Regions from separate parts of the Zea mays genome. Here region 1 is linked to region 2. A link is a contact called in public Hi-C data. All regions are on one chromosome and are shown on one strand. The core of a region is the stretch at or near the end of the contact, and the rest is flanking DNA. Distances in the headings are between cores, read along the strand shown. Region 1 has its middle 24 kb from the start of LOC109943633. Region 2 has its middle 33 kb from the start of LOC100194090.

Region 1 (5,694 bases), core at 496-2,995, 180 kb after region 2:
GTTGGCCCCCGCATCCGCACGCGAGGCCGGCGCGTCGCAGAAGGCCCTCGCGAGTGGCCGGATCCGGGAGATGCCGAAATCTGAGAGCGGAAGGGGACTGAGGGCATCACGGAGGTGGGATTCATGGGGGATGGGGGCAAGAGAGAGGACCAGGAGTGAGGTGGCGGCGTAGGGGCGCGGACGCGCGATGCCATGGATGGAAGGGGGCGATGGAGTGCGGCTGCCATGGGCGATTCGCGGCGGATCCCTAGCGCGGAGGAAATTTGGGAGCGGGGCGCGCCTGCCTTGAATCTGCGCGCGGAGATGGCGGTGTGGTAGGGGCGTCGGAGGGAGGCGGGGCGCAGGGGTACCTGTCACGGTGGGGGAGGCGGGCGGAGGCCTCGCGAGCTTGGACAGTATTCATGAGCATCCGGGCGAGCGGGTGCCTCCACCACGAGAGCGTGCCGAGACCGGGCGAGCGGGCGGGATCCATGCGCGGACACGGCGAGATCCGGGCGAGCGGGCGTGCCGGGATCCGCGGCACCTTCCATCGGCGGCGCGGTGGAGGCGTGCATCGTGGGCGAGATCCGCGGGTGGGTTCCATTGCGGACACGGCGAGGTGGAGCACAGGGGGAGGGAGAGGCAGTGTGGGAGGAGGGCCGGGATCCGCGGCACCTTCCATCGGCGGCAACGGCAAGAGGACCTTCCATCCACGCGCCATAGGCAGAACCGTTCACCACTCAAATGTGTGGACGTCTACACTCCGCTCTTAAGGAGTAATAGGGATATATCCGCGATGCATGGTTTTTGTATTGGCCACTGATCATTCTTATTTCTCTACTATTAAGCGTGTACAAATGCATTTATATATTGCGCAGTTCCTTTCACCGATAAAAAATTAATTTCAATTTAGATGATCAAGTATACGGTTCATTCACCTAGATCGATGATGACGATCAATCTGTCCCTTTTCGTTAACTAGTGATCTAGTTTATATATAGCCCATGGGGATATGCATGATGCCGTTGGCATCGCCATCGTTAGACGCACAAGTAGACGGGCCGCCTCTATAGCTAGCTAGCTAGCAAGGTGCTCGGACAGCTCGTACTAGTACGCTACTATGTGCAGACGCTCTCGCGTGCTCATGTCTGCACGAAATCAACGTCGTGACGTTGCTTGCCACTAGTGTGTGTAAAATCAGATCGGATATTTGTTTTCGTATTTTCTCTTCGGACTCGATTCGGATATATATGGATATTATCGAGTTGTGTTCGATAAGATTTAAACGGATATCGACATCCTAATTATCCAACTTTGAGGATACGAATACGGATACGAATATAAATAGGATACTCAACAGATATTGAATACCAAACTCGAATACGGATTAGATCTTAAGCCTCTTAGATAGATCCCATCGATTCGAATATAGATGAATAATATTTTTACCATTTACACGCTAGTTGCACTCGCACGCGGTGTATGTCCTCAGGCATATGCATGGTGATGTATATATGTGCAAGCATCTACGTCGCCTATACTATCTCTAGGGTTTGCCACGAATGCAAAAGGTCGTTCTTGATCTTGAATGGGCCAAAATGATATGGAAAAAACATGGGCCCTAGCTATCTTGGACGAAATGATCTCTTGAATGGGCTGCTTGTGCGGTATTTCCTTTTGGGGCTAAACGCACCCGATACGACACAGTAGCCACAACAACATCACCAAGCCCATGGACCAAGGCCACGCTTCGGATGGGCGAGCTGTTCGCTTTGAGGGGGATACCGCACAGGGCCCACGATCGGCTCCGGCAGTCTATGGCAATGCCCCCAATGGTGCTGCTAATAACCAGGCGGGCCGGGAGCCCGGGACCCATTAATTAATCTTGAATAAAACGCTGAAGGACGAAGATCGACTGTGTTTTAGCACCGTATGTATACTTGTCCAAATTTTCATTTTCAAATTAACAGAGACATATCATGTACGAGTTACAAGCCATTTATATATAGGCATCGATTCTTTACTTATCTTGTACTCTCACTCTCTATGTTTTAAATTACGAGCTATTTTTAGCTTTTTCTAGGTACATTGTTTTTACTGTATACCACAATCATGAGTTACAACATAACCCGCCAGCGCGGAGTATAGACTTAGGACCCCATCATCATGGTAGGTCATCATGTCAAGAAGACCTAGTTACGAGAAGAATAGTGTGAGGCCGAGACCCATGCCACATGCCCGAGACCCTTGATACACACATCTTAACCAAGCTCTCTTTCTGTGGACGCCCTCGCCAATCCATTGAGGGGGTCTGGTTGCGACACATGTCGCTGGTGGGCCTTGTCCCTGATGGATCTAAATGTGGCACATGTCCCAGGGCTCCGGTGCCCATGAGAGGCCTCTTGCGTCCACCCGCTCCACCGACCACACATTAGGGTCTAGGCACGTCACGTGCCCCAGCCCCCCAATGCCTCTAAAGGCTTTGAGCTCACCACATGTTTAGCCACCCACATGCGGCTGATCAAGAAGTTAGTGGAGTCAGAGAGTTGTTGTGCCTATACAACAGGACCAATGCGGCACTGTGGGCGCATGCATGAACGAGGGGCCTAGCTATTAGACCGACCCCACATAACTTGTAAAACCCCTCTCCCTTGGACTATGAAAGGGAGATGGGGACCCCTTCTAAAGGGACAGCGCAAAAAACACCTCGAAGAGAACACCACAAATAGAACACAAATTCTCGATTCCCACACACACACTTAACCATTTCGCCCTCCAAGTAATACAATCAAGCAACCTAGAGGACATATGATATTACTCTTTAACGTCCTGAACCTTTTAAAATCTGATGTATCTCGTGCATCACACACGCTCCCACGTCGTGTATTTGCTTTGCTAGTATTTATCATAATGACTTATGGTTGTTCTCCGTTTCATAGTTTTTACTTCTTGCTAGTAGTTTGGGTGAAGTTGGGCTCATGTCTAGGGTTTAATTTTTTTAAGAATTTTAGAAAAGCACAATTCACCCTTCTCTTGGACATCATGATCCTTTCACATGTTACCATTAGTGACAAAAAAATACTAAAAAGCCTTTTAATATCGTTTTTTTGTCAGCTGGTGTTACCAACCAGTAGTAAATCAGGCTTTTTAATAACGGTTGGAGCCACCAAACGATACTAATACTCCTCCTAGAGGCATGGTAGTTAGAACCGGTATTGATGCTTGCGTAAGTACCTATTTCAACTCAATCAATACTGAACAGCAGAGGTCCGAGCCTCTTTTTGTACGGAACCCGTTTGTTCCAGTGAGTATCGTTTCGCACAAAAAAAAAGGAAAAGAAGAAGCTATCATGTGATGAAATCAATCAGATGCACGCTTATCTTTCAACTAGCATGAGATGCAATTTAAATACTGCTACTATACTGACTCCCTACTCCTACTCCTGATGCTAATCTATAGACTTTGGCGTGGACTCCGGGGATAAAGATGGATTACTGTGGCAACCTCCAATAATCCTCTCCAAGACTCCAACCACTACTCTATGCATGGTTTGTCGTCCACACACCAACTTGGTGGAATAATTTTACTTGCTCTAGCTGTAGTAGCTCACTGGACAAGCTAAGTCTGACGATGGGAAAGCAAGCACTAATTAAACAAGGGAACAAACTAGGCCACTCCACTAGTCCTAGTTACCGGCTTAGTTTAATCAGGGCCCGGGGCTAGTCTAGACGGCTCCAGGGAGCCCTTTAATCATTAACTAATGGATTTGCAGGTTAATTAGTCAAAGAGGGTGATGGGTTTGTTGGTTGTCGATGACTATGCATTGTGGAGGAGCCGGTCTGTCACCCGCCGCTGACTTATATTTTATGCATCGATCGATGCTGCTTCTGCCTGCAATATTGCTACGTGTACGCGGGTCTCCATTTCTATTTTTATAATATATACTGATATAAATTATACTACATGATGTAGGTATTTATACAATTCGTTACGTTGTATAAAAAATCTGGCATGTTGTTCACTGGTGGACGCATCTCCGGTTTAGAGCGTAATAACCTTAAGTTTTGAGCATAAAATCCCTCAATTATAAGCGTATATATCGAGCCAATGTGAGAGGTTGATAGCTGAAAGGAAATTAGGCTTACACATATTTCCTAAATGATTTTGGTGGTTGAATTGCCCAACACAAATAATTGGACTAACTAGTTTGCTCTAGCGTATAAGTTATACAGGTGCCAAAGGTTCACACTTAGCCAATAAAAAGACCAAGTTTTGGGTTCAACAAAAGAGCAAAAGGACAACCGAAGGCACCTCTGATCTGGCGCACCGGACTGTCCGGTGAGTGTCCGGTGCACCACCGGACAGTGTCCGGTGCACCACCGGACAGTGTCCGGTGCACCAGAGGACTCCAAGTCGAACTCGTCACCTTCGGGAAAATACAGAGGCGCTCCGCTATAATTCACCGGACTGTCCGGTGTACACCGGACAGTGTTCGGTGCTCCAAGGAAGAGCGGCTCTGGAACTCGCCAGCTTCGGGAATTTGCAACGGCTAGTCCGCTATAATTCACCGGACAGTCCGGTGTCCGGTGTGACATCGAAGCAACGGATACTTCGGCGCCAATGGCTACCTGCAGCGCATTGAATGCGCGCCAGCGCGAGCAGAAGTCAGGCACGCCCATACTGGCGCACCGGACACTCTACAGTACATGTCCGGTGCGCCACCGGACATCCAGGCGGGCCCAGAAGACAGAGCTCTAACGGTCGGAACCCAACGGCTTTGGTGACGTGGCTGGGGCACCGGACATGTCCGGTGTGCACCGGACTGTCCGGTGCACCATACGACAGTCAGCCCCACCAAACGGCTAGTTTGGTGGTTGGGGCTATAAATACCCCCAACCACCCACCATTCATTGCATCCAAGTTTTCACAATTTCAACCACTTACAAGAGCTAGGCATTCAATTCTAGACACACTCAAGAGATCAAATCCTCTCCCAAATTCCACACAAAGTTTTAGTGACTAGTGAGAGAGATTTGCTTGTGTTCTTTCGAGCTCTTGCGCTTGGATTGCTTTCTTCCTTCTTGATTCTTTATTGCGATCAAACTCACTTGTAATTGAGGCAAGATACACCAATCTTGTGGTGGTCCTTGTAGGAACTTTGTGTTCCAAGTGATTGAGAAGAGAAAGCTCACTCGGTCCGAGGGACCATTTGAGAGAGGGAAAGGGTTGAAAGAGACCCGGCCTTTGTGGCCTCCTCAACGGGGAGTAGGTTTGCGAGAACCGAACCTCGGTAAAACAAATCCTTGTGTCTCACCGCTTTACTCGCTTGCGATTTGTTTTTACGCCCTCTCGCGGACTCGTTTATATTTCTAACGCTAACCCGGCTTGTAGTTGTGATTATTTTGAGAATTTCAGTTTCGCCCTATTCACCCCCCCCTCTAGGCGACTATCAATTGGTATCAGAGTCCGGTGCTTCATTAGAGCCTAACCGCTCGAAGTGATGTCGGGAGATCACGCCAAGAAGGAGATGGAGACCGGCGAAAAGCCCACTACAAGCAACGAGAAAGCTCTATCGGGAGAGTCCCGCAACAAGGAGAAGAGGAAGGAGAAGAAGAAGGAAAAGAAGACTTCTTCCCACAAGTCGCATCGGAGTGGCGACAAAATTAAGAAGATGAGGAAGGTGGTCTACTACGAGACCGACACTTCATCACCTTC
Region 2 (5,284 bases), core at 2,302-4,801:
AAGTATGCATGATACTGATGGTTGCAATGTAGTGGTGAAACAAATATATTATAAATAACAAAATTTATGTATAGACAGAATAACAAATTGATTATGAAACATTTTCTCATAACGGTATAACACACATTTTGTATATAAATTATCGTAGTATACTGGTATTATATATTCCCGTTGCAACGCACAGACATTCATCTATATATATATATATATATATATATATATATATATATATATATATATATATATATATATATATATATATATATATATATATATATACTGTATTTATATATTACACCTGGGTGCATTCAATATAGAGAATGCACCCAGGCCGAACCTACGCGCCAAGAGCACCTGGTCTGAGCCAACCGCCCCACCCAGGCCGAACCTACGCTTCGTCTTCGTCCCTCCCGCACGCTCCCGACAGAATGCTACAATTTTCGAACCAGACCAGCAGTTGCATCTAGTTATATAGAAGTTGCAATCACACCAGACCAGCAGTTGCAATCATATTTTTTTAACAAACCAGACTAGCAGTTGCAATTACACCAGACCAGCAGTTGCAATCATATTTTTTTAACAAAATTTTCCAGAGTTGTTCAGTACTTGCAATCACATCAGAGCAACTCAGCAGTTGCATCCACACCACACCAGTAGTTACAATTACAACACACCAGCAGTTGTAATCATTTTTTTAACAGATATTTGAGTAGAATTATACAGCAGTTGCAATCACACCTAATGCGGGGTTGCAATCACACCACACCAGAAGTTGCAATTACACCTCTTTGTCCTGACACTAAAACCAGCTAACTTTGCATAGTCAAGGTAAAAGAGGTAGGCTTCTTCCCTTGTATCAAATGTTTGCCGCACCTTGGGGACAAACACATCAAGTATGTTTGCATCCTGCAGAACAACACGCAATCATGAGTTTGCAATTAGCGGATACACATAGTTGCAATCAACAAGCAATAAACGTTGCAACTGGAGTAACAACACAACATGCAATGGTAATCAAGGAGTAAAAACAGAGACTCAAGTTTGCAATTAGAGGATACTCGCGACGGGGGGCAGGGAGGCGTGCGTACAGGTGGGCCGAGGGCGTGCTCGAGGCGTTATTGCACCCTGGGTGCATTCAATATAGAGAATGCATCCAGGTGCATTTTAGTGCCGCCGTAAATATATATATATATATATATATATATATATATATATATATATATATATATATATATATATATATATATATATATATATATATATATATCTACAACTATTAAGACTCTAACGTAGACCACTGCCGTGCCCCCGCTCGCGCTTCGCATGCACCAACCTCCCTGCATGCAAGCGGCACAACCTCCACTGCATGCAAGCTGCATGCAAACCACATGCAAGCCGCATGCAAGCCACATGCAAGCCGCACAAGCTGCTACACAACCTGCATGCAAGCCGAGAAGCTGATGCAAGCATCGTGTCTCCCTCCACTCATGAAGCGTCGTGGAAATTGAGGGGGCTGGCCTGGTGGCTGGCTGTTGTTCGCCTGTCCCTCTGCTGCAAGCCTGCAGTGCTGCTCAGCTGTTGTCGGCTCGATCGGTTCCCCTACCCGGGTAGCGCTAGCCGGCTAGCCCTATGGACTCGAGGCCTGGTTCACAATCTTACTCTTACCCGCTGGCCGCAGCCGCTTGTAGCATCGTACAATCTACAATTTCCAGTTCGAGAATAAAATCAGCTAGATAAAAACCACAAATCCAACAAAATCTAATATGTACCCGCACAAAAATAATTAGCCATATATACTTTTTAATTTAGGAACCTAGCGAGGCGCCACCCATCGTGTTTCCTCTGAGGCTCTGCGATCGTCGTTGTCTTGTTGCATGCACTGAGGCTGAACGCGCTGCTGCTGCTCCTCTGCCTGTGCGCGTTCCCCGCCCCGGCGCGGTCGCAGAACACGACCATGGCCACGGCCGCGCCGGTGTCCATCGAGGGGTTCAACTGCACCGCCAACCGCACGTACCCATGCCAGGCGTACGCGCTCTACCGCGCCGGCTTCGCGGGCGTGCCGCTCGATCTCGCGGCCATCGGTGACCTCTTCGTCGTCAGCCGCTTCATGGTCGCGCACGCCAACAACCTCTCCACGACGGCCGCGCTGGCCAACGGGCAGCCGCTGTTCGTGCCGCTGCCCCTCCTGGTACCCCAGCTCGTACGCGGCGATGCAGTACCAGATCGGCTCGGGGGACACCTACTGGATCGTCTCCACTACCAAGCTGCAGAACCTCACGCAGTACTAGGCCGTGGAGCGCGTGAACTCCACGCTGGTGCCCACCGTCCTCGAGTCGGCACCATGGTCACGTTCCCCGTCTTCTGCCAGTGCCCGGCCGCCGCCGACAACGCCACGACGCTCGTCACCTACGTCATGCAGCCCGGGGACACGTACGTGTCCGTTGCCGCCGTCTTCTCCGTCGCCTATCCACAGTGAAAGACACGATGCGGCGGCCGCCTGTGCATGCACTGAAGTTGCGCGCTGCTGCTGCTCCTCTGCCTATGTGCGTTCCCCGCCCCGGCGCGGTCGTAGAACACGACCACAACCATGACCAAATTTATTCAACTAGATGGAGTTGAAGGCTGAAGGTACGACGAGTGATAAAACGATATATGATTTGTGCATAAATATGTGCTTCAGCTTGTGCAATATAATAGGTTGGAAATTTAACTGTCTGCGTGCGGTTATTAATGTCTTAGAAATTTTAACTCTCGTGGCAACGCACGGGCACATATCTAGTATATATATATATATATATATATATATATATATATATATATATATATATATATATATATATATATATATATATATATATATATATATATATATATATATATATATATATATTACCAGCGGCTCCACGCAAAAGAAATAAAGCAAATTAAAGGGCTCCGTGGATTCGTGAGGGTGGCACCTAATAATATTCCTGGGTTCATTGCCAAAGTGCGTGTGAATCTGAACTGAGAAACAAGGGGTGTTCGTTTCCAATTAAAACCGACTGAGCTGTAATTTATAAAGACAAAAAATATTGTAAAACAGTAAAAATCGATATGAATTAAGGGCAAGTGAAAAGGCCGAAACACGGACAGTCCGGGCTGCATCAGTAATGCACAGACGACAAGTCTAGATATATACTGTAAGCTAGACAATTAATCAAGTACTCCTTAGGCCGGCTTATTATTAGTGGTATTTAGTTGACAAATAACGCATATATAGGCTGCGTATATACACGCACTCATGGTCCAAAGTGAAATAAAATAGCAAACACTCTAGATAACAAGTTACTACTAGCTAGCACACATCCAATCTCCCATACGCATACTTTGTCCTAGCTAGCTATTCGTGCGTGGTTCGGCAGACAAAGGGGGGCATGGACACGGGACACCTGAAAAGTCAAGCGGAAACGTGCCCACGGCCGCAAGTGGCTTGTCGTCTACCTTTCCGGACGGCTTTCGGCGGTAGGATGGAGAGCGTACCTACTAGCTGCACATCACTGCGTTGCACCGCACCCATGCATCTCTGTAGCCAGCGTTCCGGCGGCCATACCACGCACAAACGCGTAGGCGCGCGCTTCTAATCTCATGAAAGGTTCGGAGCTCCGTAAAAATAACGTGCCGGGCAACTCTACAAATATAACGATTACTATTTGTTTTTTTATTTTTTCATACTTTATGGGTAGTAATATTTAAAACAATCCGGTGAAACTGTGGCAGATAGAGAAAGAGAATCAGACATTCGGGAATAATTGCTCACAATAGAGGAGAATCATGGGCTGATGGGCACATGGCAGTCAGCACACAGCGCTCGCTGCTTAGGTGGTCACTGCCAATTGGCCAGGGAGGCGCTCCGCCCTCGCCTATGGGTAAGAAAAGAAAGGAAAATAGGTTGAGGAAGCTGTATAGTTTGGGAGATGTATTGTTAGGGCGGATTTGGGTGGTGGTGTGGTGCTAGTGCGGGCCGCACGCGTCATTGCTATAGGATCGCAGGGACGCTGGAGGCGGACTGGCGGTGGCGGATGCCTGAGTCAGAGCCCGTCCGGCTGCCTCGGAGGTTGCTGCCTTGTTCCATTGTCGGATTCGTAGAGCCTGAAGGCGTGGAGAACGATAGAGGACTGAATGGAGGCGGCTGGCAACATAGGAAATGCAGCCACGCAGGTTTGCAAAATAATTGAAAGAATCTGTGTTCTCGCGGCTTGAGCGACTGAGGGAGGCCGCCAGCACCAGACTCAATTGGTGCAGTAGGAGGTCTTTTAGGCCATATTTTTAGGCTGAAGTATATTTTGGTCTAGATTTTTTTGTTGAAAAAATGCCTATATATAAGAGGGTTTTTGGGCTGCGCCCCGGGCCACGGCCCAGGTGGCCCAGGGCCCAAATCCGCCCCTGTATACATGTACGGTAGCAGCTAGCTATAGCTAGCGGACTTCCAGGAATCAATCAAAAGGTGGTGCATCTTAAGTCCATTTCTTATAAATTTGGTGGAACTACTACATTCCTAATATTAGTATTTAATTAGACGGTTGTCCGTATGTTACGACGGCTCACAACAATACACACGTAAATTATCTACCAAAAATATCTTATAATTTTTTATTGATTGTCTCCGCTCTCCGTATAATACTTTTTTATTTGACTAACTCATGTTGTTGTTTACTCTATCCAATATATCTTGATACAACACAACCAATGAAGTGAGCGATAGTTCACATGACTGACTGAACGAACAGAGATTATAGAATGACATAATTCCACCATACAGAGACCAAATAAGAGGAAGTTTGCGAGCTCAAGTTTCTAAAATAAGTCACATGAACTCAAACTTGTAAAAAAGATAGATCAAAATATGGAGTGGTTGCTAAAGTGAGGCATCAATAAAAATTGGATGCGCTCCATACAAATTATGGTACTTTATAGCAATTACTAACGTTTAAAACCAACAAATAACATTTCCTTTTACTGTTAGCATGACAAACCATTGCTACTCCATCCAATTCAGCAACCTCAAACACTACCATGGAGTCCATTGCATCAATGTGGTCTCAGAAACGGCCTAATGCATGCAAGAGCCAAGAACACAAGGGACGAGCACCCTGTGGTAGTGCCCGCATGGATCTCCAAATCCTAACACATATTTCACAGGATCCATGAGCCATCATCAGAAGAACACAAACTATGTGCAGACAATAAATAAAGTATTAACACACCCAAATTATGTCCAGTCCTTAGCACAACAAAAAACTAACAC

What was found. Hi-C and Micro-C count contacts between places; a contact is called where the count stands out from the background.
Region 1: a Hi-C map of ear shows a contact between it and region 2, with 2.9 times the contacts expected there. The contact joins two enhancer-like sites. A contact is called at or near these places in 2 of 25 Hi-C or Micro-C datasets (ear and leaf).

The regions. Positions count from the first base shown.
Region 1 is chr1:64,522,031-64,527,724 of Zm-B73-REFERENCE-NAM-5.0, forward strand. No RefSeq gene overlaps it. Among protein-coding and RNA genes, the nearest start is that of LOC109943633, 24 kb to the left of the region's middle. Within about 2 kb of position 1,746, at least 17 of the 20 cell types and tissues checked have an H3K27ac peak or open chromatin away from gene starts, as enhancers often do. A contact at or near this core is called in ear and leaf, where this site is marked.
Region 2 is chr1:64,337,575-64,342,858 of Zm-B73-REFERENCE-NAM-5.0, forward strand. No RefSeq gene overlaps it. Among protein-coding and RNA genes, the nearest start is that of LOC100194090, 33 kb to the right of the region's middle. Within about 2 kb of position 3,552, at least 15 of the 20 cell types and tissues checked have an H3K27ac peak or open chromatin away from gene starts, as enhancers often do. A contact at or near this core is called in ear and leaf, where this site is marked.